Regions from separate parts of the Mus musculus genome. Here all the other regions are linked to region 2. A link is a contact called in public HiCAR-type and promoter capture Hi-C data. All regions are on one chromosome and are shown on one strand. Each heading gives the region's core, a stretch centred on a gene start, on an enhancer-like site or on the middle of the called end of the contact. The rest is flanking DNA. Distances are from core to core; before and after follow the strand shown. Region 1 holds the start of Cldn11 (claudin 11). Region 2 holds the start of 4930429B21Rik (RIKEN cDNA 4930429B21 gene). Region 3 holds the start of Phc3 (polyhomeotic 3). Region 4 holds the start of Ttc14 (tetratricopeptide repeat domain 14). Region 5 holds the start of Prkci (protein kinase C, iota). Region 6 holds the start of Mynn (myoneurin). Region 7 holds the start of Sec62 (SEC62 homolog (S. cerevisiae)).

Region 1 (3,805 bases), core at 113-2,612, 1.2 Mb before region 2:
AGCAATCCTTTTCTTGACTTAAAATTGCACAAGTCCGAAGCTGTAGCTCAATGGTAGAGCATTGTCTGGCTTGCTCAAGTCCGTGGGTTCATCCCCAGTGCCTCCCTCCGCCCAAGGGCACAGAATGAGCCTTATCTGAATGCGTGTAGAGAAGGGGGCTGCCTGGTAGCCTTTGCTGATAGCTTCTGCTTCCCACTCAATCTGGGCTATCGGTTTTCTCGGTGGAGAACAGAAGCTAACTTATTTACAGTGATCTGGGCAGAATGCCTGGCTTTTAATGTATCACAAATGGAACACCAAGCCCTTTAGGAACATTCAGAAAGTGATAACCAGGATGGATTCTCAGGAAAGGTCAGGGACAGGAATGAGCGGGGCCCACGGAGTCTCCTTCCTAGCTGTGTGAACTTCAGGAGCTTGTCCTTTGGGGGGCTGTTTCTTCTGTGTAGAATTGACAGTTGTCCCCACTGCAAAGTGTGGACAATTCAGTAAGCTGTGGTATAAGAACACATGCACTTATCAAGTATTAATAACAGTGAGTAATCGTCACCATTATTGTGACCAGAGTTAATTCTGCTGGCACCATCTTTATTGTGTTATTTGTTTCTTGCGAAGTGTGTATGTGTGTGTTTATGTGTGGCGGTGTGTGTGGGGTGTGTGTCTGTGTACACACGTGTGCACTAGGAGGATGTCCCGTGTCCTGCTCTATCCCCATCTACCTTATTTCCTCGAGCCACAGAATGGCACTGAACCTGGCTCTAGAATGGCAGCTAGCAAACTCAGAGGTCCTTCCGTATCAGTCTAACAGCACCGGGTTACGGACTTAGTAAGCACCATGGCAGGCTTTGTACTGGGTGCTGGGCATTGGGATTGAGGCTCTCTCGTGTGCCAGCGCAGTAAGGGCCCTCACTTACTAAGCTATCTAAGCCCTCTCCCCGGTCTTTTCTTATGGCAACATCGGAGTGCTGAATGTGTCCCCTCTGTTCCTTAGGGGCATAGGAAAATGTACTAGGTGCCCTTGGAAGTGTCCACAGCAGAGAAGAGGGAGCGGTCGGAGAGTTGGTAGAAGTTTAGGAGGGAGACATAGAGAGAGAGAGAGAGAGACTACTTCTCTAGGAGTGAGACTACGCTTAACAAACCCAACAGGAGCTGGACGCGCCCCCTTCACTCTGCGGGTCCCTATCGGGATGGGATTAATTTAATTCCCAGCGCTGACCGTGTGTCACCAGCCGTGGGGCAGCCTGCTGCCCCTCCTCAGCCCCTGCTCCCTTCTACACCCGCACCGAAGCCTGGCTTGCGATTGGCCGGCTCGTCTCGGGGGCTGTCGCGGATTGGCGCTTGCCAGCCCGGGCCCCGGAGTTTAAAGAGGGGGCGGGGACGCGCTGCCCAGCAGCGCTGCAGTCCCCTCCAGGCGCACCTGTCCCCGCTGCACGCTGTCGCAGCAGTGCTTGCAGCCGCTCTCTCCCCATCTCGAGTAGCCCGGAGCCAGCGGCTCGCGAGGGCCAAGAGGGCAAGCCTAGGGAAGGCTCTGTCCAGGACGACACAGGGGGCACAATCCGTGTGAGTCGAGCTGCGTGGACGTCGCTGCGGCCACCATGGTAGCCACTTGCCTTCAGGTGGTGGGTTTCGTCACGAGCTTCGTGGGTTGGATTGGCATCATCGTCACAACGTCCACCAATGACTGGGTGGTGACCTGCAGCTACACCATCCCCACCTGCCGAAAAATGGACGAACTGGGCTCCAAGGGCCTGTGGGCTGACTGCGTCATGGCCACTGGTCTCTACCACTGCAAACCCCTGGTGGACATCCTCATCCTTCCAGGTAAGGACTCCAAGTTTGCAAGCAGCTTCCAGAGGCAGGTTGGGCTAGAATTGGGGATTTTAGACAGGGCTCTCAGAAGTTTGGAGACTCAGAGACCTCTGGATGATACATTTTTGACATCTCCAATCCAACCCTGTAGGAGAATTAGTCCTAAAGAGCCACCTGTCAGCCTCAGTTTCTTTATCTGAACATGAGATGATAAAGGTAACACTGGTCAATCAATGGCTTTGAGAATTTCATGAATCAAATCATATACACATGGTGGGAAATCATATACACTATTGTTAATTCCCCATGATTTCATCATCCCAGGTACCCAAGCTAATCGACCAAAGAGACACTCCAGTCCTCCCCCCACCCCCACTGTGCCATCTCCAGTGGGCTTCCGATTAGAGCTGTCTATAGGCCCGAGGAGAAGAGAACAAAGGGCAATTTCAAATAGGTGTAGGCTGAGCTGAGCTTCTTAGACTGCATGGCACTCCGGAGTCACCCGGATGAGGTTCCGTTCACATTCGAGGAGTCTCTGGACTGCCCGGATTAGTGAGTCTCAGTTGGTTCTCTCAGTTCAGGGCCTGCTTATCTGACTTGTCACCATCTTTACCTACCGTTTGCCCCTGGGATTCCTGCAGTGACTGTGCTTCCCACCCTCTCTCTGCCAGGGTGACACCCTTCTCCAGTTCTGCTCAGCAGGCTGCTAGCTATTGGGAAGAACAAGTACCCTGCGGGGAGGAAACTCCACCAGGGAGACACACTCAATGCCTAGGGTCACAGAGTGGGGTGGGGTGGGGTGGTCGTGGTGGTGGTGGTGGTGGGGTCGGGAATGTCGGGCAGCCTTGGAAACCCAGGGTGAGGGAGTTTGGGAGGGAGCATCTTTGGGTGTCATGGGAAAGTTTTTGGAAACAGTTTTGAAACCTGTAGCCAGTTGGATGACTTGGGTGGTTGTGAGCACCACTTGTGGATTTCTGCTAGAAATCTGTCACCCCCTTTGGCTTCACTGTCACCTAGGTGAGGTGGCCTAACTCCCTCTGGCCTTGTCTGGGTCATGTATATATTTAAGGGCATAGCCAGGCCCTAAGGTCTCGAGAGGAGCTAAATTTGTGCCTTCTCCCGAGAGCGCATTGGGGTTTTCAGAGACTCTGTACCCCCTTTTAGAGCCTTAGGTGCCCTCTCTTTTACAGACAGGACATTTGGAACTCACCTCCCTCCTCACAGCTCACTCACTGCTGACTCAGCTTTATCCCAGGATGCAGAAGTAGGAAACGAAGCCAGGGCTTTGTTTATGTTAGGTGAGCTCTCTACAGTCTGAGCAATATCTCCCCTCCCACGTTATATTTTAAATTCTCTTTGCATTCTCTCCTGGTCCACACCTTGCCTCTACCACATAGTATACCACACGCTGCATGTCACACCTTCCACTTGGACATTCAGAAGAACAAACATTAGGGAACCCTGGTGTGGACTCAGCTTTAGTTAACACTGGCTTTGGTAGACCTGGGTTAGACTCCAGCTCTCAACAGTCTGGGTTATCTGAGACAAATTGCTAACCTCAAGAAACCCTAGTAAATTTTCTTTAAAGAATTTAAGCCAAGCTAACCAGTTATCTTTCAGGATTGCTTATGGGAGCCAGTGAGTCAAGGAATTAAGTCCCGCTTTGAAGTAGGAGGTGGTCTAGGAAGGACAAATGTCGTTTTTCTACTAACAGCTGGGCATGGCTGTAGAGATTTCTAACTGATGCATAAAATCATTTTTGTTTCCTTCCCCTGAAATTCCCTGAGCATTCGGTGCCAAATGGTTTGTTTTCAGAACACACAGGCCACGCTGGGGGCAGGGAGTATATTTTTGTGGAGAAGCTTTTTGTTCTGTGTTCCCGACCTTACCCATCGTGTGGGGGAGGGGCACCCTTCTGTCTCCATCTTCTGATTTCTAGAGGTGGCCTTGGTACTGTAGCACGTGGACAGCCTTGTGCCATAAACTTCAGAGCATCAGT
Region 2 (3,544 bases), core at 837-3,336:
TTATCCCTGATTCCTTCTGCTCCCCAAACAGCATCTTTTAGTTCTCACTACTTAAAAAACACCCCACAGTAAATACCATTCAAGTTTCTCAGATTCTAATTATCCAAATTAAAATCCTATTTCAAAGTCTATACTTCCAGTCAGATGGTAGTGGCACACACCTTTAATCCCAGCACTTGGGAGACAGAGGCAGGCTGAACTCTGGCTTCAAGGCTAGCCTGGTCTACACAGTGAGTTCTAGGACAGCCAGGGCTATGTAGAGAGAATATGCCTCGAAAAAAAAAAAAAAAAAACAAAAACAACAACAACAACAACGAAGTCTAACGTCCATCCTATTAGGAGTATCGTTTAAGCTCTTTTTTTTTTTTGGTCAACAGAATTCGGTGTCTTCGGCTACTGAGCTTCCCTGTCTGTGATGAAGATGTGTAGGCTAGGACACTAACAGTCTTACTAAAATGACTCAAGGACGCTTTAAGAGGGAAAAAAACATTTGTAGACACACAGTGGAGAGGAGCCACTGACTGGGAAGTCATTCAGTTAAGAGTGGTTAGTCTTAATATTTAGCAACACTTTTCATTAATCATAATGGCTAGAAAAGGATAATAATCAACTACCCGTATCTCTGGAAACACAAAGGAAAGTGATACAGATCTGATACATTTAAACAGTAAGTTTCTCTGAAACAATATTATGTCTCCCAACTAAGACATTCAAAGAGCAAAGATGATTAGGGATATTGGAGGCAGGGTAATGAAATCATCTTTTTAAATAGATTAACTACTTAGATAGAACGGACCATGTCATTCTGACCCTAACTTGTCATCCAGATTCTCTGTTAGATCATAGAGAAAGGACAGGGCAGGATATCAAAACATCTGGATATAGAAAATCAGCAATATACATAGAGAACCGAATCAGCATGCTCCCAAGACATGCCTGGGCTTGTTTCTCACATGCTTACTCCCACCTGATGAAACCCCAGCATGCGTGGCCCCAGAATCATGCAGCAGTCCTGCAGAAACAAGGCCCTCCTCCCAGCAGAGGCACAAAAAGGCCTTATTTCAAAGCAAAACACTGGCCGGCCGGGTGGGGTGGGGGTGTTTACAGTGCAGGTTTACCTATTATTACATTTTATGTTCATAATGTTCAAAGAAAGAATAGAGACCTCAAAAATACTGTTAGATTTAATAATCAACATAAGGTTAAAAAAAAAAGCCCTCCCCCAAAAGTCTATAGGTGACAATCACAACAGGTATTACATTTGGGTAAAAATAAATAAATAAATAACTCTAAAAATAAATAAAACCAAAGCTAAGCTTCAGTGAATACACAAGCTGAAATACAGACTCAAAAACATGCTCGGATCCGTTCAAACTGCTGCATTAATTTAAGAGACTAATTTAGAAGCTGTTATAAAAATACTTCTCAGATCTCAAAATCCATCCGATTGGACGTGTGCGATGGCAGACACGAAGGATGCACAGCGCTTGATGTCCTAATTTGGAAGGGAGCTCAGAGACACTAAAGAAAATCACAGCTCCACCATGTACCGGTCTGAGGGAAATGAATGACCACAGCACACGTTTCCACGGTTGGGCTGGGGCCTACTCCTCACCGGCTGTACTGCAAACAACAGCCTCCCCTGAGCAGAAACAGACCCAGGGCAAAGAAGAGAATCCAGGAACAGGTTCCTGGCGTCCGGGTAAAGTAAGGAAGGCTACCCCTGGGTATTCCGGAGAAGAGAAGACAAGAGAAAACCTTACTCAGAGGTCACCAAAACGTGGCAGGCAGAAAAACAGCCCTGGCAGGCTGTTTTACATCACAGAAGAAAGCTTAGAAGGGGAGGAGGCCTTGGCGACCCAGGCTCAGCATCTAGGACTCAAAACTGCGCCCCTGCAGCATCGCCCCCGCGTGTGCCATTCCCGGGCTGGGCAAGCTCACACGCATTCGGGTCCTGCGAGGATGCCGGCCGGGAGCACCGAGTCGCCGAGGCGGCTGTGCGAATGGCTGCGGGATCGGGATCGGTGGCCCGCTGGACGCCGCGGGCGAGGCTGACACGCGCACACGGACGCAACCGAGCGGACTCGAGGACCGCACTCACCGGAACCGGCAGGCCGCAGCCGCCCCGCCACCCCGCGCGCCGCTGCCCGCTCCAAGACCACTTTCTGCGCTCGCCGCCGCCGACCGGCCGCTCCGCTGCTGGAGGCTGATTGTCAAAAGTCGGTCGGAGCGGAGCCACCGGGAAACAGCTGCAGGAAGTGACTGCGGAACCGGGAGGCGGCGGCGGCGGCGGCGGCGGAGGAGGAGGAGGAGGAGGAGGAGGAGGCAGGGCTCCCGGCAGCGCTACTGCGCATGTGCACGGACAAGCGGCTGCTCCCGCAGACCCGGGACGCCGAGCAGGTGCGGAACAGCGACTCGAAAGGGTACCCTACCCTGGCCCTGATGGCTCCTCGGAGCTGCCCCAGCCTACCCTGAAAGCGATGAGGGCAGAAGCTTGGCAGAGCCTGGTAGGAGGGCGGAGGTTCTCCTCTGAGACCTGGAAACTGCACTCCTTGCGCCTCCGCCCAAAGACATTGGAAAGGAGCCCGCTCACCGGCAGGACCCGAAGGACTGCAGAAGTCCCCGGGATACCTTCAAGAGAGGCGCTGGGATGGATTGCAGCCCTAGCTTGTTCTGCCGGCTTGTACCTTCTGCATGTGAATACTTGTATAGTGGCTAGGGGTTTCTCCTTGGATAACATGACACGAATTTTCCATATTACCGGCAGAGTATGGTTTCGCAGCATCAAGTACTTTCACATTGTGTGTGGTTATTGTGTAAACCATAAACTAAAATGCCAAGATCTAAATATGGTGAGCCTCAACTCAGCCTAATAGACTGCCTATTTACACGGGAATGCAAGGCTATGACTGGAGCATGCGCCAACAACCAGGTACGGGCGGGCTTCGCGAATTCGAGGACTGTTCAGCAGACTAGACCAGTGTGCACCCGCCATCGGGAAGAGTAATCCACCGCACAGATGAGTTCAGTGCACGTGCTGTATATGTGAAAATACCAAATGGCTTCATTGTTTTAAAAGCAGCGGGGTAGAAACGCATTTCTCAGCCCTTTGTCAGAACTTTGCCATTCACTCTTGTTAGCTGGGACCATGCTGGGCCCTGGCTGGCCTTTCCCATCTGACAACCCTCATCCTCGTTTTCACCCACATGTCCCGTCTTATAAAATGGCTGGCAAAGGCAACGGAAGAAAATTAATTTTGGCTCGCAGTTTGAGGGTACAGTCCATCACAGCAGGGAAGCCATGAGAGCAAAAGTGGGGCAGCTGGTCACAAATGTCCATAGTCAGGAAACCGGGAGGAGCTGCTCGATTGCTTTCCATCCACGAAGCCGCCCACACTCAGGGTGAGTCTTCCCTCCTCGGTTTCTAATCCAGAAACACTCCTATTGACAGTCTGTACTATCCATCACAGGCCCATAGTCTAGCGTTACCTCTGTGATCTTACACAGCCTGTCCTTGGTGTTAAATGCCTTTCTCCCTGTCCATC
Region 3 (3,756 bases), core at 521-3,020, 1.4 Mb before region 2:
ACCATTGTCCTTACTAACTCTAGTGTCAGAAGTTTAGCTTGATACCGGATTAGCCCACTTAAGTAATAAATAAGAAATAAAGAAATAAAGTAGCAAATATAAGCAACTTCTTACATCTTTACAAAAATCCCCCCCCCACAGAAAATTGCTCTAAAATTTGGGGGTGTGGAATATAATTTATTCAGCTTCCAATGCACAACCAGTAAAGTACACGTTTGTACCAAACTTTCTAATCTTTTCCCTCCAGTATTATGATCTTATGTCATTTATGTTGTAGTACAAATTTTTACCCACTGAGAAATCTATACTTTAATAAAGCCAAGCCTCTAAGGGCTTCCATGCTGTTACAAACTAAAACCACAGTAGCTGTCACCCCAGGCTCAGAAGGCCCCATGAGAATCCACTGGATTCCTCCTTCCTTGTCTGTCTTTTTCTCCTGAGAAATAAAAGTTGAACCGGCTGGCATTCCCACCGTCGACAAGCCTGTAACAAGAACATTTACTTCTCTTTCTTAAAAATCAAAACAAAATAGGGTGTCACTACGTAGCTCAGGCTGGCCTCAATGAGACTCAGGAGTCTCCAGCCACCATAGGCTGTATTAACAGCTCCAATATACAAGGGAGAAAGTAAGGTGAAAGGAAAAACAGATGGGGCTGCTAACTTCTTTTAGTGGGAGCTGAATCACATTTTTAGACGTTCTGCTGTTCATTTCCTTCCAATCAGCAAACCACAGTATCATATGGCACCTGCTCAATACTACACTCAATCAGCAGTAAGGTAAAATCTTGAAACTACTGCGTGTCAAAACACTTTGGCACCGGGACCAATGGCATCCAAGCCACCACCGTAAACCCTGGCCTTTCAAAGTCTTATTCTGCTCAGCTGTGCTCTCAAAGCCCAAAGGCGGGCGAAGAAGACAGTGAGTTCTGACGAACCAAAAATGGTCAGGGAACCTAGACAGTAATTCTAAACATTGGATGTGTGCAACTGGGCAAACCATCGCTTTACATTTCGAGGCCTGGTACAAAAGAACACTTTCGGGGAGCGCACGGGCTTGGCACGGAAATACTTGCCGCGTTCAGCTCTGGCACTCCAGAGGCCTACCCGGGAACCTGAAGTTTCAAGTCGCCAACTGAGCATAGCATCACAGCGCTACCCAAGAATGCGGCCCTCCAGGGAGGGAGGCTCGCCGCCGCAGCCCGAGCCCGGAGGGGGACTGCAAGGAAAGGCCGGGGAGGTGGGGAGCCTCGGCCGTGGGCCGCAGCCGCTGTCCGGACGCCTCCCTGCGCCTCCCCGCGCCCCCGCCGCACGGACGGACGGACGGACGGACAGACAGACGGCTACGGGCCCGCAGGAGCCAGCGCGGAGGCCCGGCGGCGCCTGCCCAGCCGGACACACCTCGGCGGGGACCGCGGCTGGAATGACAGCCCCGGCCGAGCGCCGCAGGGCTCGCGTCCCGGGAGAGCCCGGAGACTAGGGTCCCCCGGGTAGCTGTGCGCTTAGGACCACACAGCCCCGGGACCGCACGGCGCAGCACGCACTCCCGAGGGGAGGCTGGCTGGACCTGCCATCCTCCTCCCACAGTCGGGCTTCTCCACCACGCCGTGGCTCCCGCCTCGCCTCCGCCCTGCACCGCCAGCCTCGGAGCCCCAAGAGCTGCCTCGGGGGAACGTGTCGCAGCCCTCACTCGCCCCCCGGTTACGACATCAGTCACCAGCAAGTCACTCACTCCGCTTCCGCCATCTTCTCTCCTCCATCACTAACACGAAGTGCGCATGCGCCTCCTTTTCCCCCTGCAAGAGCCAAGAGCCGAGGGGCGGGATCTGGGGGGCGGGGGGCGCAGAGGTCACGTGAGGCCAGCGACTGCCAGGCTCCCTCCCACCTCAACTCTCTCTGTGAGGTGGCCTGTGTTTCCCTAAGTGGTCCTTCCCAGACACCCTCTATTTCTATGGCTCAGAATCTTTGTCTTAGCCCGGGGTCTGCGACGAATATAGAAAAAGTTCTGCTTAGCGCTGGAAATGTAGAAGTTGCTAGAATACTTTCAGAAACGTGCATCAAGTCTTAGGTTCAATACCCAGCCCCACATAAACCAGACATGGCTAGGCCCTTAGAAAGTGTTGTTTTGAATAAAAATTCAAAGTCATCCTAGACTATATAATGTAAAACAGAAACCCCATGATCCTGGTTCTATAAGAAAGCAGACTGAACAAGCAGCAGCCCTCCACAGCCTCTGCATCAGCCTCTGCATCAGCTCCTGTTTCCAGGTTCCTGCCCTACTTGAGTTCCTGTTCTGATTTCCTTTGGTGATGAACGGTGCTATAGAAGTGTAAGCCAAATAAACCCTTTCCCTCATGTCCTGCTTTGGGGATGGTGTCCCCATACCTTGCAAGGGTAAGCTTCTGTTTCCTGAACCTAAGATATCCTGAAAACCATGCTTTTTAACCTCTGCTGAATTTGTAACCCCATGATGTATACTCCTTTGCCTTGCTAAACTCCTGAACATCTCTGATGACTCCCCTTCCATATAGTGTCTTACCCTTGTATACCTCACAGCCGGCCTTGAGCCCTGAGTCCCCCCATTCTTCTGTCCTGGTGCTAACAGCCAACGCTCTCAACAGCTGTAATCTATCAACCCTAATCCTTGCCCCACAACAGAGACCTCAAAAGCCAGTGAGGGGCTGCTTTCTGAAACCTGAACTTGGATGAGGCAGCCTTTAGCCAGTCTAAGTATAGCTTGCTTAATCAGACAGTTGTGGAAATGTTTTTCCCCACCTCGGGTCTAACAGAAATTTTAAGGCTAGCCTGGGATATGTAAGACTGTGTTTAAAAAAAAGAAAGAAAGAAAGAAAGAAAGAAGAAAAATTAACTACAACTATAAAACATTAAAAATATGTATCCAAAATAGTCTGAAAAGTGGATTTTGTAGACATACATACACAGTGTGACTTTGCTTCATAGATCCAAGAAATAAGCAAATCTCTGTTGCTCTTGACTGAGAAAGAAGCATAGTGATCGTAAACAGTGTCTCCTATTTCCTGAGATGAAGTGCACTAATCTCAGTGTCTCAGGGTTCCATTGCTGTGATGAAACACCATCCCCAAAGCAGGTCATGGGAGAACGAGTTTATTTGGCTTACACTTCTATATCACCGTTCATCACCAAAGGAAGTCAGAACAGAAACTGAAGCAGGGCAGGAGCTGATGCAGAGGTCATGGAGGGCTGCTGCTTACTGGCTTGTTCAGTCTACTTTCTTATAGAACCAGGATCACCAGCCACAATAGGTGGGGCCTGCCCACATTGATCACTAAGAAAATGCCCTACAGGCTTGCCTACACACTGATATTATTAAGATAGTTTCTCAGTTGGGGCTCCCTCCTCGCCAATGACTTTAGCCTTGTGTCAAGTTGGCATAAAATTAGACAGTACAACTGACCCCTTAGCAGTTTGACACAGAGACACATCACTGTTAAGCCACAAATTTTCCTTTCTTTCCCATCCCTGAGATCACACATAAAGACATCACAATATAAAACATTTTACAAACTTAGAAAGTCCCATAGGCTTTAAAAATTCAAACACTTACAAATCCAGGCTCTGTAAAATATCCAGTCTCTTTTAAAATCCAAAGTCTTTTAAAAACCTAATGTCTCTCAACTGTGGGTGCCTATAAAATCAGAAATACGTTTAAAACCTCCTTACTTCAAGAAGGAAGACCCAGAGCACAATCAAATCAAACCCAAACCAAACTCCAACTGT
Region 4 (3,642 bases), core at 213-2,712, 1.4 Mb after region 2:
CACATTAACCTTCAGTGTTATAGCTTTATGCCTTTATTCTTATCTGTCTTCCACAAACAAACAGAGTCACTCCGAGCCAGGGCGTATTTTCATCTTTAGAGTCTAGTGTTTGTTACAGGATATACATATGTGTTTACTATTTTTTGTTTGTTTTTTGGTTTTTGTTTGTTTGTTTGGTTGGTTGGTTGGTTTTTCGAGACAGGGTTTCTCCGTGTAGCCCTGGCTATCCTGGAACTCACTCTGTAGACCAGGCTGGCCTGGAACTCAGAAATCCACCTGCCTCTGCCTCCCAAGTGCTGGGATTAAAGGCGTGCACCACCACGCCCGGCTTATGTGTTTACTTTTAAGATGAAATTTGAAATCACAGTAAAAGTAGGGTTAGAAACCAAGCAGTGAAAATCTGTTTGGAATATTCTGCTTTCTTCATTTCCTTCACCATTTTCGTACCCTGTACCACCCCCTCCCAACAGTTCATTAAACTATTCATATTTCTTTAAAGTTTCTTGGAGAGTTTTTAAGTTAAAAAAAATGTAGGTGGGGTTGTAGCTCAGTGGTAGAGAGAATCCTTGGCTAGCATGCTGAAAACCCAAGCACTAACCAACTCCCTCACTTTCCATTGTACCCCCTCTGGTCTGGTCAACTATCCAGTGTCCTGTCCCTTTCAAAAATCACGTATTTGTCACGAAAGAAAATGAATTCGAAACCCCTGTAACTGGAAAACAAACAAACAAACAAAACAAACAAAAAAACAAACAAAAAACAAACAAACAAACAAAAGCCCTGATGGTATGGGTGTGGTGCCCAGGTGTAGAACAAAGTTGTGTGGGGTTATGGGTTACACTCGGTGTAGAGCTAGCACTGAAGTGTAGCCAGCAAACGCTGGCCAGTTTTAAGTAAGCCACCTAAAGCACTCGGTACCAGTGTGTACCAGGCAGCCCACAGATATCACCCTAGTAGTAGGCAGCTTATCCTAAAACTCCTACAAAGCCACGCCAGAACAGAGCATGCGCGCTGCGCTTTAAAGCTCTCCGGGCTGGTGACAGCCACATCCCTCTAAAAGGCAGCGAGAAACAAGGTGGACACGCCTCCAGCCGCCGCCAAGTCAACTGTAGGTCCTTGTCTGTCTGCCCCACGTCGGTCTAGCAGGCAGCTTTCCTGCGACCGCCACCTTGAGGCAATCCTGAGGGGACGCGGGCGCCGCCCCGGGCAGACAGGACTGAGGAAACTTCCTCCGCGGCCGCCCAGCCACCCTTGCACCGCTGAACTCGGCAGCACCCGGTGAAAAAGAGACCGGAGCTCTGGCCTTGGCGACCTAGGAACCACACAGCCCGACGTACGTGCTAAGCTCAGGCGTCCCCACACGTCACACCTCCAGCCTTACTCCGCCCTCGGCGCCAGACCCGCTTCGCGCTTCCTGCGGGTTCCCGTAGTCCCGCCAGGTCTCGCGAGACTGAGGCAGCTCGCCGCCGCGAGCGCTTCCGGGAGGTTAGCGCGTCCGGGCAGCTTCCCTCGGCTTGCGGGAGCGCGGGCTCGGACGCCGGAGCCTGGCGGGCTCGCCATGGACCGCGACTTGCTGCGGCAGTCGCTGGGCTGCCACGGCCCGGCCCTGCTGTCGCTGCTGCGGAGTGAACAGCAGGACAACCCGCACTTCCGGAGCCTGCTGGGCACGGCGGCCGAGCCAGCCCGCGGCGCGGCGCCTCCTCCGGGAGCCGGCAGGTATCGGGGCCGTGACCCGGGCCGGGGCGCGGGGCGGACAGGAGGGACCGAGCCCCGGGGTGTGTGACCAGGCACTGGCTCCGGGCTGAATGGCCGGGATGCGCCTTCCGAGCCGCCGCCAAAGCTTCCCTGCTCCCGTTTCCAGAGAGAACGGGCTTAAAACTTCTTCCGGAACTCAGTGGGTAAAGTCACTTTCCATCGAGCGGCCTGACCTGACCGATTCCCAGGCTTCGCAAGGGTAGGCGAGAACCAATCCCAGCCTTGTCCTATGATCCCCCAGTTGCACACGGTGGCACATGGACGCCACATCACAGCACTAAATAAATGCATACTGAAAAGCTAAAATAAATAAAACTTCCCCTGGAGACACTAAGCAGGGTTGGGTGATGAAAACTGCCGTACACGAGTTTGGATGTATGAGAGCGTGGATCAGTGAAAAAAAAAAAAAAAAATATATATATATATATATATATATATATATATATATATGTACATGTATATAGTCACCTTTCTTTTAAGGAAAGAGAAGAGAGTTGACAACATTGAAATACAAAAATTCATCTCTAAAAAAGCGGATCTGCTTTTTGCACTGTCTTGGAAATCAGACGCATCTCCACCCTCTGAAGTGCATGACGACAATGACAGTAAGTTTAGTCTGAGAAGCTTTTCAAGATTTACTGGTTAGTTTAAAGCATTTTATCAAAGGAGAAGGAAGTCAGAATGATCGTGGTGATTTGGTTTTATTTTATTCCAGATCTTTATGCGGTCATGCCACCCTTAGAGCAGTTCATGGAGATGCCAAGCATGGACCGGAGAGAGCTCTTCTTCCGAGATATTGAACGTGGTGATATAGTGATTGGAAGAATTAGCTCTATTCGGGAGTTTGGTTTTTTCATGGTGTTGATCTGTTTAGGAAGTGGCATCGTGAGAGATATTTCGCACTTAGAAATCACAGTAAGTCACTCTACACTCATCCCATGCAAAAATTATGTGCTTATCCAAGTCTGTTTACATTTACCTGGTAGGATATTGGGGGGGGAGGGTTAAAGATAAGCTGAAAAAAAAAAAAAAAAACAGTAGTTGTTCTTACCAAAAGCCTTAGAGAGCTGGACATTGACAGTACATGCCTTTAACCCTAGTTCTCAGGAGGCAGAGGTGGGCTGAACAGAGGTGGGTTCAAGGCCAGCCTGATCTCTATAGTGAATCCCTATCAAAAAAAAACAAGTACTAGAGTGTTACGTTTCCTCCATTGTGGGTGTTTCAAGGTTTGGAGAACTCTGTTTGCAGGTCAGTCTCCTTTTTGACATCATAGAGATTAGTGGTTGTGATGATGTTCATTGGTATTCTGAACAGATATCTTGTGGTTAAACATATGCTTAATAATTGCACATTAGATGTTCGTATGTAAGTAATCTAGCAAGTCCTTCCTATCATATTAAACATATAACATTCTCTCTCTCTCTCTCGCTGTAATAACGTGCTTGCCTCCGTTTGGAGTGCTTCACCCCAACACTGTTCATGTCGGCTCTCTGTCTCACCATGTGAAGAGAAGACATATACAACAGGAGGGTGCACACCTCATTTAAAATGCTAATAGCTTTTGTGTCTTGGTTTTTGGGTTTTTTTTGTTGTTGTTGTTGTTGGTTTGGTTTTGGTTTTTTGGGGTTTTGTTTGTTTGTTTGGTTTTGGTTTTTTGAGACAGGGTTTCTCTGTGTAGCCCTGGCTGTCCTGGAACTCAGAAATCCGCCTGCCTCTGCCTCCCGAGTGCTGGGATTAAAGGAGTGTGCCACCACTGTATCTTGGTTCTTAAAGCTAAAAAACAAGTTTTATTGTGGTTGGACACAAAATGTAACAAAAAAAAATTCTTAAATTTAAGTCACTGACATGTCTGTTAACAGTTGTTTAAAGCCATCAAAAAGAATGAAA
Region 5 (3,996 bases), core at 1,192-3,691, 1.4 Mb before region 2:
CCTGGCTGCCTGAGGAAAACAGTATCCTTCTGGCTGCCTTTGGATCAAGATGCAGAACTTAGCTCCTTCTTTAGAACCATGTTGGCCTGCATGCTGCCATGCTTCTCAGCATGATGCTGGACTGAAGCTCTGAAACTATAAGCCAATCCCAATTAAATGTTTGTTCTTATAATGTTTGCCTTGGTCATGGTGTTTCTTTACAGCAATGGGACCCTAAGTAAGATAATAGTTCAACTGACAGCTGCTGTCAAGGTCTGATACCCAAGTTTAATCCCCAAGACCCATATGGTGGGAAGAGAGAACCAACTCCTCTAAATAGTCCTATATCGCCACATGTGCCCATCCCCAGTAAAAGGAATGTAAATTTTTTTTAGTTTAATTTAATCTTATGCATATGGCTGTTTTACCTGCATGTATGCACCATATCTGTGCCTGGTGCTCACAAAAGCCAGAAGAGGGCATCAGATCCCCTGAAACTGAAGTTATAAACCACTGTCAGTTGCTATGTGGTTGCTGGGACTCGACCCCCAGGTCCTCTAGAAGAACAGTGAGATCTTTAAACTATTGAGACATCTCTCCAATCTCTGTAATGATTATTTTTAAATCTATCATCTTTAAGAAAAGTGATGTGTGTGTGTGTGTGTGTGTGTGTGTGTGTGTAGTGCTATTTATACAAATTATAGTTACAGATTCATATAGCTAACACATTAAGTAGTTAAAAAATTCTTGGGTAACCTTTAAAACCATATTATGAAGCCAATAATGACAGATTTTTCAAAAGTGGTAAGGAATAAGAATTTTTTTTAAAAAAAGAATTTTCTGTGAATTACCTTTTATTTCTTCATAAATATCTACTTCTTATATGCTAGTTATTTTTCTAGAGCTTTATATAATTGTAAACTTGTCACAAAGCATTAAAAAGTTTCAATAATGCAATTAAAAATTGGTGATCTCTGCCTGGAGAGATGGTTCAGTAGTTAAAGGCACTGGCTGTTCCTCCTGGGAACCTGGGTTTGATTCCCAGCACAACTATCTGAAACTCCAGTTCCAGTGTATCTGGCACCCCTTTCTGACCTCTGCAGGAACCAGGCGGTGTGTGGTGCTCATACATAAAATAATAATTAAAAAAAATGACCATCAGCAATCAATCCATATTTAACGTGATGATGCAGCCTCTAATTGTTAAAAAAAAAAAAGTTATTTAGTGGAAATTTTCATATACTCCAAATTTGTGGACGTTGGATGAAGCTAGTACCAAGCTAAGTGTCACACATAGTAGCTCTGATAAAGCAAGCAACCAAATCTAATGTATGATTATAAAGAAAGCTGCTGGGTAGTGGTGACACATGCCCTTAATAGGACCCAGGAGGCACTAGCAGGCGAATCTCTGAGTTTGAGTCTAGCCTGACAGAATGAGTTCAAGGACAGCTACAGAGAGAAAACCTCTTACCAACCAAAAACAAACAAACAATAACAAAAAGAAAGCCATATCTTTGCTTATTTCAACAATTTGCACATGTTGCTATCTGAGCTGACCTGGTGGCTAGATTCAAGCTACCTTAAGGGTAGAGTAAGTGATACAGGCAAGATCTGAGGAAGTCCGAAAGTAAGTTACACGGACAGATTTTTTTTTCTAATTCTCGACCAGACTAGTGTAAGTAAAATAAATGCTAATGAACTGACACACTAGTTAAGTATTCACTGGGCACTTTCTTCTATAGAATGGCAATATTCACGGGTTGAGGGCCTTGAAGAAGTCTCTCTCCTGTGGTATCTCCCAATTGAGTTTCTTCTTTCGTTGCATTCACTAATGCTTTTGCTACCTACATTATTAAATTCTCCCCGAAAAGGATTTGCTGAGCAGGTAATCAAATCTTGTTCCCCCAAAAGGGAACTGTTTAATTTCAATGATCAATGAAATTGACATGGAGAATTTAATTGGAAGGAGATTCTACATCTTGACGAAGCCATCTTTCCAGTGCCCTCAGATACTCAAGCGGTTTTCAGGACTTCCATGCCTACAACTCCCGGGAAGCACAAGATCGAAAACGCGGCACTCTACACTTAAGGAACAAGTCCCAGAATCCCACCGGGACTCCAAATCCCAGAATCCCGCGCAGCAAATACATTCCGGAAGCGTGGCGGGCTAGCTGGGACGAGACTAAATAGAAGAAATAGGGGAAGCAACCTTGAGCGTGGGTGCTCTGTAGGTTGTTTTGTAGAAATCCTTCCATTTAAAGGCGTGGTTTACAATTACTTATATTAATATCCAAGTATATTCCCATTTCAGAGCGTCTGTTAGTAGGCTGGTGGGTTCTGTTCCCTCTGCTAGCCTCTTCTCCCCCCCGTGAGGATGAGAGCGCCGGGGCTCCGCGACTCCTGAGCCCGCCCTGCCGCGGAATGCGGCCTTGGGAGCGAGCGTGGTGGGAGGAGCCGCGGCGGGAGGCGTGTTGTGCCGGGCGGAGGGAGGAGCGCTGGGGCTCGGGCTTGGCGGCGAAGCGACCCCTTGCTCGCTCCGCGCCGCGGGCTAGGCGTGTTGGTCGGCGAGGCGGGCGGCCACGGCTTCCCGACAGGCTCGGGAGGCCGAGACCCTCGCGGCGCCCGGCGCTGCCCCGGCCCCCTCGGCCTCCTGCGGCGAGGCGGGGGAGTGAGGAGATGCCGACCCAGAGGGACAGCAGCACCATGTCCCACACGGTCGCGTGCGGCGGCGGCGGGGACCATTCCCACCAGGTCCGGGTGAAAGCCTACTACCGCGGGTGAGTGTTGGCGGTCAGGGACCCGAGCGATCGTGGGGGCGGCGAGAGGTGCGGTTGGTGGCACCCTGGACGTATGAGTGTAGGTCGCCAGGAGTCGGCGGAGGAGAGTGGGCGCAACCGGAGGGGAGGACAAATCAGCTGACGGAGAAATTTGCAACTGTTTCGGGACTGGGTGGATTGAAGATTTCGAGGGAAGCCTCTGTTCACTCACTACTGTGGGCACGCAAGCCTGGACTGCTTCGTTAGGTGGCTCCTTTCATTGCAGACAGGCCTGAAGCCTCCGTCTTATAAATCAGGTTTACATCTATCCTTCGCCGTGGGAGAGTTCATGAAATAAGTCTGGACTATGGTCAGAGAGCCGCTATAGGTGTTAGAGTTAGTACCAAAGTCGATACTTTTTAATAGGATGTGCACTGGATCCTGGGTGGTCAGAATTAAGGTGCAAATGTGCTGACCCACATTTTGGAAGTTAGGGTGAGCTATCGAAAGGTGAGAAGCCAAGGCTTTAAATTCTAGAAACGATCTTTACCCCACTTGATTACCAAACGTTTAAACTAATGTCTCTGCCAAAAGTAATCCAGTTCTGAGCATAGCCCAAATCATTTTCTATCGTGACTTATCATAAAGTTCTTCCTCTCCTTTGACTTCAGTGTGTGGTTTGAGATAATTTAGGATCTCTGCTGAGGTGAAAGGCCAGCGTGAGCATAAAGACTGGAGAGCAGGGATTAACAGAAGACCTCTCTGCTTGTCTAGGCAGAAATAAATTGCTTTTAAAAGCTTCAAGTGCTACAAGGTTAAAAGAGCTGTGCGTGCTTTCACATTCCTGAGGGGATCAGTGAAGATAGCAGACCTTCCCGGTTCTTTCTTGTTTTCCTTTCAAGAGAACTGAAGCTGCACATGTCTTAATGTGTACATGTAAGGCCTTAGATTTGTGTGTTATCTTCCAGCCTCTGACATTGACTGATTTGGGACTAATTCGTAGAATTTGCAGTAGACAATGTTCTTTTCACTTAAAACAGAGAAAATGAGGTTAAAATAGTCTCCGCAAACGCACTAATTTTTTTTTTTTTTGAAATTTTTAAAAAGTTGGTAGTTGTCATAATAATTGCTTTAGGCATTTTGGTTCATGGTCAGCCATGAACAAACTTTGCAAGATTGGAAGAGCCACAGCCCATCCTTCCGAGGACAAACACACAACTTTCTGATAATTTGAGAGACATTTGTTTTAGAGCAGTGGTTC
Region 6 (3,813 bases), core at 1,307-3,806, 1.8 Mb before region 2:
TTTTGTTTTTGTTTTTTGTAAGGAGTGGCCTTGGGGTTCCTTCCCTGGTCCTTTCGGGGTGGCTTTAGCTATGGGCTCTCCACCCACTTCCACAAAGCCCCCAAGACTGCAGAGTCCCGCAGTACCTGATGGATAGGAAGCTCCTGCGCTCCTGCGCTTGATCACCCACACACAGCTCCTGCCTGCTGTCCGCCGTATGGCCCTTGGACCGGCCCAGAATATTCGGGTAGACAAACTGGGGCTCCCGGGTCCCAGCCAGGCCCGCCTTGATCATTCCCGAGCCGTTGTCGATCACCACTGGTGGCTGGTAGCCGCTCATGCCGCTGGTGCTGCTGCATCTGCGCCTCCAGACCGCTCTTCCCAGGCTGTGCGGTGACAGGTGTTGGTAATGTCGCGTCACAGAGGACCCGGCCATCTGCTGGCCCGCATGACATGAGTGAGGTGCCTCCTGCGACCGCTTTCCATGGGTTGAGCATCACCGCTGCTCCTGGAAGCTCTCAGCATTAATACCAGAAAACCGGGCTACCCTTGCAAAACATAGAAATCTAACAATTTGCAAGAACCTTTCTCAAACACGCTGAATGTCTATTAAAAAAAAATTCTCTTAAGTCCTTGCACTGTGGTTAACAGTAGTGTTCCAGGGCGAGTGGGAAGCTGGAGGAAGACCCTTAACACCGGCCTTGGAAATATCGCTACAGGAAGGCTCTGCCTGGCTTCTGTAAGGATCAATTTCAGGGAGTGCTGGGGTGTGAAACGAGTTTATGTTCTGTATAGTAAAGTAAACAACGTTACATCTTTCCTGTCCTTTCTAAAGATATACACAAAAAGGCAAAACCTTTTGGGTTTTGTAAGATGGTGCATTTTAGCACAGGCTGCCCTCGAACTCAGCGGAATTCCCCTCTTCAGGCTCTGAGTTCTGGGATGCTCGGCTCCCCTCCTTCCCCTTTTCTTTTCTCCGTTCATTTCTCTCTCTCTCTCTCTCTCTCTCTCTCTCTCTCTCTCTCTCCCTCCCTCCCTCCCTCCCTCCCTCCCTCTTCCCCCCCCTCCTTCCCCCCTTATTTCATCCTTTTCTTCATCTTCTGGATTATATCTCTAGGTCCTCCGAAGCTAATTTTCATTTCCTGAGGTTGATGTTTTAGGAATAAGAACATGTCTGCCATTTGGTAAGAATATAAATGCCTTAGATCATTATGAAGTTCAGTTCAGAAAAAGAAAGTACACTGCGCAGCAAAAAATGAACGTCTTGGTGTCTGGTTTCGCGCATCCTTTAGGGGCTTTAAAACAGCACACAAATAGAAGCTTTGGTTTCGAAGCAGGATGGGGAAAAGGGTAATTTACACGTGCTTCCACCAAAACCCGCCAAAGCACTGTACTGCGCCAAATCACAGGCCCTGGCTACAGCGCGCCGCTGCTTCCCAGCTGGAGGAAAGCATAACCTGTCTAAAATGAGAAAAAAAATGAAATTCGGCCAGGAACTAAGTGTGCCTGCTGGTCTCTAGTGGTGTACCCGCCGGGCTTAGCAAAACAAGAAAAAGACAGAATGAATGAAAGGAAGGAAGGGAGAAAAAGAAATTGCAAACAAGTTCAAACTTTTAAATAGTCTCAGCCTGTTAAGTTAACTGTGCTTTGTTAATATTTTTTCTCTCTCCTCATTGAAAAATGCATAAACCTTAAACAGGTGTGAAACGTATATGACGACATCACATAAGAAGAACATTTCAACACACCAGTGCAACCAAGTTTCCGTAGTGTAGTGGTTATCACGTTCGCCTAACACGCGAAAGGTCCCCGGTTCGAAACCGGGCGGAAACATATCTTTTAAAACGGTAACCCGCCCATTAAAGAAACGACCTTGAATCAGCTGTTTTAATGTTGATAACAAACGCCCCAACACACAGACGAGAGCAGCAACAAAAAGGGCTGATGAAGTAGGTAGCTACTGATTCTAGAAGGCATTCTCCCAATCTCTAGCCTCTGAAGCATGTCTGTATTCAGTTTTCTCCCCTCGAGATTCCATTTCCCCCCCCTCCTGTCAGGCTAAATTTTGTTCTTAATTTATATGTCAACTTCACTAAATATTTCAGAATTAACACATTATCGAAAGGGTTTGACAAAAAGATGAAATTAAAAAGAAATTTATACTCAGACATATAAAAAAGTAGCCTCAACATTTTTCTTATAAAAACGACTCGTGGTTTTATTCACAAATTCTTCACAGAGATATAAGCAAAAAGATTCCGGTATGGAAAAAACTCTCAGAGTTTTTGAGACTGTCTTTTAAATAAAGTCACAGGTAAATTCCTTAAAAAGCATAAACGTAACTTATACCAACAAACGTTTCAGTTGTGCTTTTTAAGATTTATGACGTCCGCAGGTTCTAGGGAAGAACACATCAAAACTTAACTTTGCTCTTCTCCCTTTACTGCACTAACTCTGATTTCGAGGTAAATAACTGTGCTAAAATTATTCTGGTTCAGACGTAGGAAAACCTTTTCCGGTAGAAAGCCCACCTTCCTCCCACGTTGCGCATGCCCAGTGTGCCCTGCTGCTTTGCTTTGCTTTCGAACATCTCATCTCTGTTGCCAGGTAAGGGCATTCTGGTAGATGAGCTTTGGTGAGCCGGTTCAAACAGAATTCTGGGGGTCCCAAGAGCTTTCGGATATGCAAAAGAGGAAGGAGTGATTGGTCTCGACTTAAGCATATCCCTCCCACTCGCCCCGGTCAAGAACCAGGGTGCACAACACAGTCATCTCCACTGGAGGGGCGCTAATGAAGACAGGATGACAGGCGAGGAAAAGAACTACAACTCCCAGCATGCAGCGCGCAGCGCGGTTCCCGGAGAGGCCGGCTCTGCACTCAAGCCCGGTCTCCATCCAGAATCTGGGCCGACAGCTGCGGGCTGACAAGGTGAGCAGCTCGCACCGGATGCGAGTGAGCAAGGAGGTGTGATCCGGAGACCTGGGCATGCCGGGAAGTCAGGGCTCTGAGACCCAGCTCGCCGGCCCTAGTAGACTTTTAGCGTCCTATCTCCGGTGTCCCCAATGGACCACACACCCGGACGTGACGCTATCGCAGAGGAGGAAGGGAGAGGCGGAGCGTCGCAGTGACGTCCTCCCAAGATGGCGGTGAGAGAGTGAAGAAACTGTTTCCCTTGGGCGGCTACGGGTGAGTGCCGCCCTCTGTCTGGCCTGTCGTCCCTGCGTTCTGGGATCCCGGGGTCTTATGTGGTCCGGCGCCTCGGAGATCGAGCGCGATTCGGGGCGGAGGAGGGTGTCTAGGCAGAGGCAGCGTCCGCGGTATATGTAGTCATGGCCGGTGCCGTGGGAACTCGCGGGAGTGCAAGCTGGGAGTGCAAGGCAGCGGTGGCCGGGGACTGGCTAGGACTGTCGCCCTCCGCCGCTGCCAAGCAAGCAGCGGGCAGGCAAGGGGTGTGTCCTCCTCCGGAGAGTGATGGAACCTTTGACACAGCGGGTCGGGGCGTTCCCGCCCCCTTGCACTTGCCTGGAGCTTGGAACCTCACCATCTCTGCTTACAGGGTTCAGTGATCAGAGAGCAATGGGAACAACTCGTATCGTGTTCTTATCCTGTTTCAAGGAGGCTTTTCTTAGTCTATTTGTTTAAGCACCTTCAGGTAAAGATGCCTGTTGGAGCTTAAAAGTTTGAGGGGTCAACTCTAGAAGCTTAGGATTTTACGGCCCTGTTTACAACTGTGACATGTTTTTTTTTGTTGTTGTTGTTTTTGTTTTTGTTTTTTTCACTGCCTTTTATTGCATTAGTGTTCTAGTGCAGTAAAACAAAGAAAAGCATTTAATC
Region 7 (3,640 bases), core at 574-3,073, 1.6 Mb before region 2:
GCTCCTTCTGCTCTCTCTGTAGCTTCTTTTCCTATCCTCCTTCCCTCTACATTCTGCAGATTGGTCTCTTAGTTTTTTTGTGTTACCTTATAGTTTCTAAGTTATTCCACTCTGCATTCTCCTTCTAATTTTCTCTCTCCTCCTGCTCTGATGTCACAGCAATGCTCTTACTCTCAAAGCCTTTTCTCCCAATGCTCTGCCTTTACTTCTAAGTTCTTGAGCTCAGTTCTCTCTAAAAAGTTTTTATGTCATGACTAAAAAAATTGTCCTCAGTTTAGTTTTCTAAAAGGTTCTGTTCAGATCTGACTAAAAAGTCCTCCTCAGCCTAGTTCTGTTTCTTTCTCTGTCGGCAGCACTTATACATCTTTTAGAACACATGATCACATGGTAAAAAGTTCGTCACAAGTTTACTCATAAATTCAAATCATAAATTGAAATAGAAGTTTACAGCAGAGAATGTTTACATGTATATCCATTAGGAGTAATTACCTGGCTAAACATTCATCCCCTGTCACAACTCTACAGGGTCACAGAGAGTTAAAAAACATAACCAAGTTACTAGTGAAGTTTTGTATAGATAAACCCAGTCAACATTGTATCTTCTGTCCTAGCACCTATAATATAATCGTAGTTCCCTTTTTATGACTTTTGGTTAATGGTTTTACAACCTTTTGGAATGTGCTCTGAGTAGTAGAGGCAATTAACTGGTGACAGAGACTGGCAGAGTTCTCATTGCAGTTTTGACAGCTTAATACATACTGGTACAATTTTAGGAATCCTTACAGGATCATCATTAAGAATTAAGTCATCCATTTGTCTATATAGCATCCCTACAAGACAGTACATCTCTGTAGATCTGCAACTGCAGAGATCTGCTCAAAGAGGTAGGCTAATACCTAGTGATTGTTATATATGTTTAATAATAACAGGAGAAGCATATTAATAGTAGGAATCTTTCCTAAAATTATTTTCTCCTGGGCTTTGCCTATGGGAGCAAATCTGTCACGGATTATGTTAATCTGAGGCACACAATCTCAGGGAGATCATCTGCTAGCTATTAGCTTGTCCTGACAATCATCTGGGTAGGAAAGGCTAGAGAAAACAAGATATTGTATGTTCCAAGTTTTGTGTTAATACGTAAGAATTATTAGTTCTCCCCTGCTTCCTGACAGCAGAGCCAAATTACAGATCTCTTGAGAGTAGAATTGCATAGTTAAAAACAAAAACCACCAACCTTCAGCTATCTTAGTATATAAATGATCAGGCATCAAAGTACTGAGCTTTGCTTCAACTACATATTATTATGTCAGATATATGAAATAGAAAACTTTAAGGATTTTGAAATTAAGTTTACAATGCAAAACTGAAAAAAAAAACCACAACAACAAACAGGCTACCAGGTTCCATGATGTTTGGGGGGGAACAGAGAAGACTTATAAATTCAACATACACACACATCCCATGTACACGCAAAGTGGATATAAAGGACAAAAGAAATTTAAAATGATTAACTGACTCAAGGGATAGAATTAAACTTTATTGGTTTTATCTTTTCTGCATTTTTTCAACTTTCTTACAGCCACAATGTCATCAGAACTTGTACCTAAGCACTTAACTACCCATGTCTTTGGTCTAGAAAGTTCTGGAATAATAGTCATATAGCAGGTCGTCAGAATAGTCATATAGAAGTGGCCTGCAGTCTACTGCATCCCAACTAGTCTTGCTCCTTTCCACCTTAACTTCCCTGGGCTCATCCAGCCTTCTGGAGTCTAAGGATGGGTTGTGAGGTGTCACGTGAGGAGCGGACATTCCAAGGCTTTGGGGACGAGCTGTGTTTAATGGAGTCAGACTCTGAAGTTGTTTTCCACCTTTTAAGGGGAACTTGGCGGGACTGAAGTGGGGTGCCACGGGGCTCGCTGGGGCAGGAAGCGCCACAGGTGACGCTGTGCGCCCCGGTGGTCCCGGCGGCGTCAGCGACTCTGAGGGGCGGGGCCCGGGGATCTGTGTTTACACGCCAGCCAGGTGACTCGGGCGTTCAGTCAGGGCTGAGAGCCGACGCGACTTGCCAGCCTCCAGCGCTCTGACTCACGTGGCGCCGGCCTCCGGGACCAGAAGCAGAAGCAGCCCGCGTCGTCCGCCACCGCACGGACGGCGGGAAGACCACGGAGGCCGCCCCCAGCCCAGAGCCCGCGGCGGGTTACATAACGGGCCGCGAGCCGCCGCGCTCTCGCGAGATCTCAGCCGCCCCCTCCCCGACTCGCTCCACGTCAGAAGGAACCGGGCGGAGCGGCCAACATGGCGGAACGCAGGCGACACAAGAAGCGGATCCAGGTAGCTCGGCGGGGCCGTGGGACCGGGGACGGGCTCGGGCGCGCTGGGACGAGGAGGGACAGGGGGAGACGTCCCGAGCGGCCGGACGCCCGGAGGCCGTCTCCGCGGGGTCGCGGCGCCGGGATGGTCTCGAGGCGGGACGGTGTTAGCGGCCGCTCGGCCGAGGGCTCTGTGGTGCGTCCGGGGAAGGAAGGAGGGAGGGAGGCGCGGCGCTCGAATCCCGCGTCCGGCCCCGCGTTCCTGCGGCGGAGGGCTCGGGCCTGCGCGGGGAGCGCGGACGCCAGGCGCCGGCCGGCCTCCCTCCCTCCTCCGTGTCTCCCTGGCGTCCCGATATTAAGGCCACGGTAGCTGGGGTGGAAGGAGGGCTGACCTGCGGCACCGCCGCCGGTTCTTTGTGCTTGCAGACGGTCGGTCGGTCAGCTGGCCCCGGGCCGCCCGGCCCCAGGGCTCCTTCCAGATGTTAAGCGGCGTGTGCCCTCCATTCCCCTCCCAATGGCTCTTTTAACCGAATAGCCGGGCTTGAACCTTGCCGGCTTTCTTCCAGGCGACACGATGTAAACAAACCCTGCCCGGTCAGTGCTGCAATGGGCTGGTGGCACCCAGAAACCTTCCACATGCCAGCTTGTCAGCCTCACGCCCTACATACTGTGCCTCCCTCATCCCTTATGAATGTCACCTGAGCATCTCTTCCCCGCAGTTTTCGCCCTGTTGGGTGTCCTTTGTTCGATGCACCTTAAACATGGATGTGAGCGCCTCAAGAGCTCACTCAGAAACCAAAGGCCTAAGTTGATGGTCTCTAGTAAGTTGTTAATATGTCAGTCACAAGTTGTTACACTCATTCTTGTCTTTCTGTTCCCCACGTAGGATGTCTTTTTCTGTTTTCCTTTTATATCCATTTTTTTAAAGACTTATCAAGTTATTGGCCTACAGGCCTTTTGAACTATGTAAGTTACAGTTGAAAACAATTTTAAATACTGTGGGAAAGATACCAGTGTTCAGTGAGTGTGGAAGTTGGCAGGTGTGACAAGATAATTTTGAACAGGTTACAGAAGGGAACTAGAGACAGATTCCAAGTTCACATAGGTTTTTAAAACCAGAGTGTCAAGACAATAGAAATTTCTAATTATGCTATTCCCAGGCTTTTGAAATTTAGTATTATGGCTTAATATGGATACTTACTTTATTAGAATTTGTATTGAAGTTGTTAAATTTGTGCTTCCTGCTCTCCTTATGTTTACCCTTGGCAGGACAAATTTGTACTTTTTTGCTCTTTACTACACATTATTTTACAGTTTTATCTGCTTTTCAA

What was found. Promoter capture Hi-C pulls out the DNA fragments that hold promoters and counts their contacts. HiCAR-type assays count read pairs that join an accessible place to other places.
Region 1: a contact with region 2 is called in a promoter capture Hi-C map of embryonic stem cells, with 5 times the contacts expected there. The contact joins the promoter of Cldn11 here to the promoter of 4930429B21Rik in region 2. A contact is called at or near these places in 5 of 39 promoter capture datasets (the C10 cell line, embryonic stem cells, hippocampal neurons and 2 more), 1 of 484 Hi-C or Micro-C datasets (B cells) and 4 of 115 datasets of contacts at active chromatin or transcription factors (astrocytes, embryonic stem cells and epiblast stem cells).
Region 3: a promoter capture Hi-C map of embryonic stem cells shows a contact between it and region 2, with 4 times the contacts expected there. The contact joins the promoter of Phc3 here to the promoter of 4930429B21Rik in region 2. A contact is called at or near these places in 3 of 39 promoter capture datasets (embryonic stem cells, hippocampal neurons and pre-B cells), 1 of 484 Hi-C or Micro-C datasets (B cells), 4 of 115 datasets of contacts at active chromatin or transcription factors (astrocytes, embryonic stem cells, large pre-B cells and 1 more) and 2 of 9 other capture datasets (adipose tissue and liver).
Region 4: a contact with region 2 is called in a promoter capture Hi-C map of pre-B cells, with 10 times the contacts expected there. The contact joins the promoter of Ttc14 here to the promoter of 4930429B21Rik in region 2. A contact is called at or near these places in 3 of 39 promoter capture datasets (embryonic stem cells, liver and pre-B cells), 1 of 484 Hi-C or Micro-C datasets (pre-B cells), 2 of 115 datasets of contacts at active chromatin or transcription factors (astrocytes and large pre-B cells) and 1 of 9 other capture datasets (adipose tissue).
Region 5: a HiCAR-type map of astrocytes shows a contact between it and region 2, with 4 times the contacts expected there. The contact joins the promoter of Prkci here to the promoter of 4930429B21Rik in region 2. A contact is called at or near these places in 4 of 39 promoter capture datasets (cranial neural crest, hippocampal neurons, liver and 1 more), 2 of 115 datasets of contacts at active chromatin or transcription factors (astrocytes and embryonic stem cells) and 1 of 9 other capture datasets (embryonic stem cells).
Region 6: a contact with region 2 is called in a promoter capture Hi-C map of pre-B cells, with 7 times the contacts expected there. The contact joins the promoter of Mynn here to the promoter of 4930429B21Rik in region 2. A contact is called at or near these places in 5 of 39 promoter capture datasets (the C10 cell line, hippocampal neurons, liver and 1 more) and 3 of 115 datasets of contacts at active chromatin or transcription factors (astrocytes, embryonic stem cells and thymic regulatory T cells).
Region 7: a HiCAR-type map of astrocytes shows a contact between it and region 2, with 4 times the contacts expected there. The contact joins the promoter of Sec62 here to the promoter of 4930429B21Rik in region 2. A contact is called at or near these places in 1 of 39 promoter capture datasets (pre-B cells) and 3 of 115 datasets of contacts at active chromatin or transcription factors (astrocytes, embryonic stem cells and large pre-B cells).

The regions. Positions count from the first base shown.
Region 1 is chr3:31,148,558-31,152,362 of GRCm38.p6, forward strand. Cldn11 (claudin 11) reads left to right here and starts at 1,363. Exons shown (of 3, transcript NM_008770.3): 1 at 1,363-1,818. The coding sequence starts at 1,593.
Region 2 is chr3:32,363,403-32,366,946 of GRCm38.p6, forward strand. It overlaps 4930429B21Rik (RIKEN cDNA 4930429B21 gene), which reads left to right and starts at 2,087. Exons shown (of 1, transcript NR_027966.1): 1 at 2,087-3,544. Zmat3 (zinc finger matrin type 3) reads right to left here and starts at 2,263. Exons shown (of 6, transcript NM_009517.2): 1 at 2,102-2,263.
Region 3 is chr3:30,967,645-30,971,400 of GRCm38.p6, forward strand. Phc3 (polyhomeotic 3) reads right to left here and starts at 1,771. Exons shown (of 15, transcript NM_001165954.1): 1 at 1,730-1,771. The coding sequence starts at 1,743.
Region 4 is chr3:33,798,721-33,802,362 of GRCm38.p6, forward strand. It overlaps Ttc14 (tetratricopeptide repeat domain 14), which reads left to right and starts at 1,463. Exons shown (of 12, transcript NM_027619.4): 1 at 1,463-1,716; 2 at 2,236-2,360; 3 at 2,471-2,670. The coding sequence starts at 1,559.
Region 5 is chr3:30,993,330-30,997,325 of GRCm38.p6, forward strand. It overlaps Prkci (protein kinase C, iota), which reads left to right and starts at 2,442. Exons shown (of 18, transcript NM_008857.3): 1 at 2,442-2,756. The coding sequence starts at 2,656.
Region 6 is chr3:30,599,531-30,603,343 of GRCm38.p6, forward strand. It overlaps Mynn (myoneurin), which reads left to right and starts at 2,557. Exons shown (of 8, transcript NM_030557.3): 1 at 2,557-3,165. It overlaps n-TVaac8 (a tRNA gene), which reads left to right and starts at 1,740; the gene lies at 1,740-1,812. It overlaps Actrt3 (actin related protein T3), which reads right to left and starts at 340. Exons shown (of 2, transcript NM_029690.2): 1 at 126-340. The coding sequence starts at 319.
Region 7 is chr3:30,791,053-30,794,692 of GRCm38.p6, forward strand. Sec62 (SEC62 homolog (S. cerevisiae)) reads left to right here and starts at 1,824. Exons shown (of 8, transcript NM_027016.2): 1 at 1,824-2,331. The coding sequence starts at 2,296.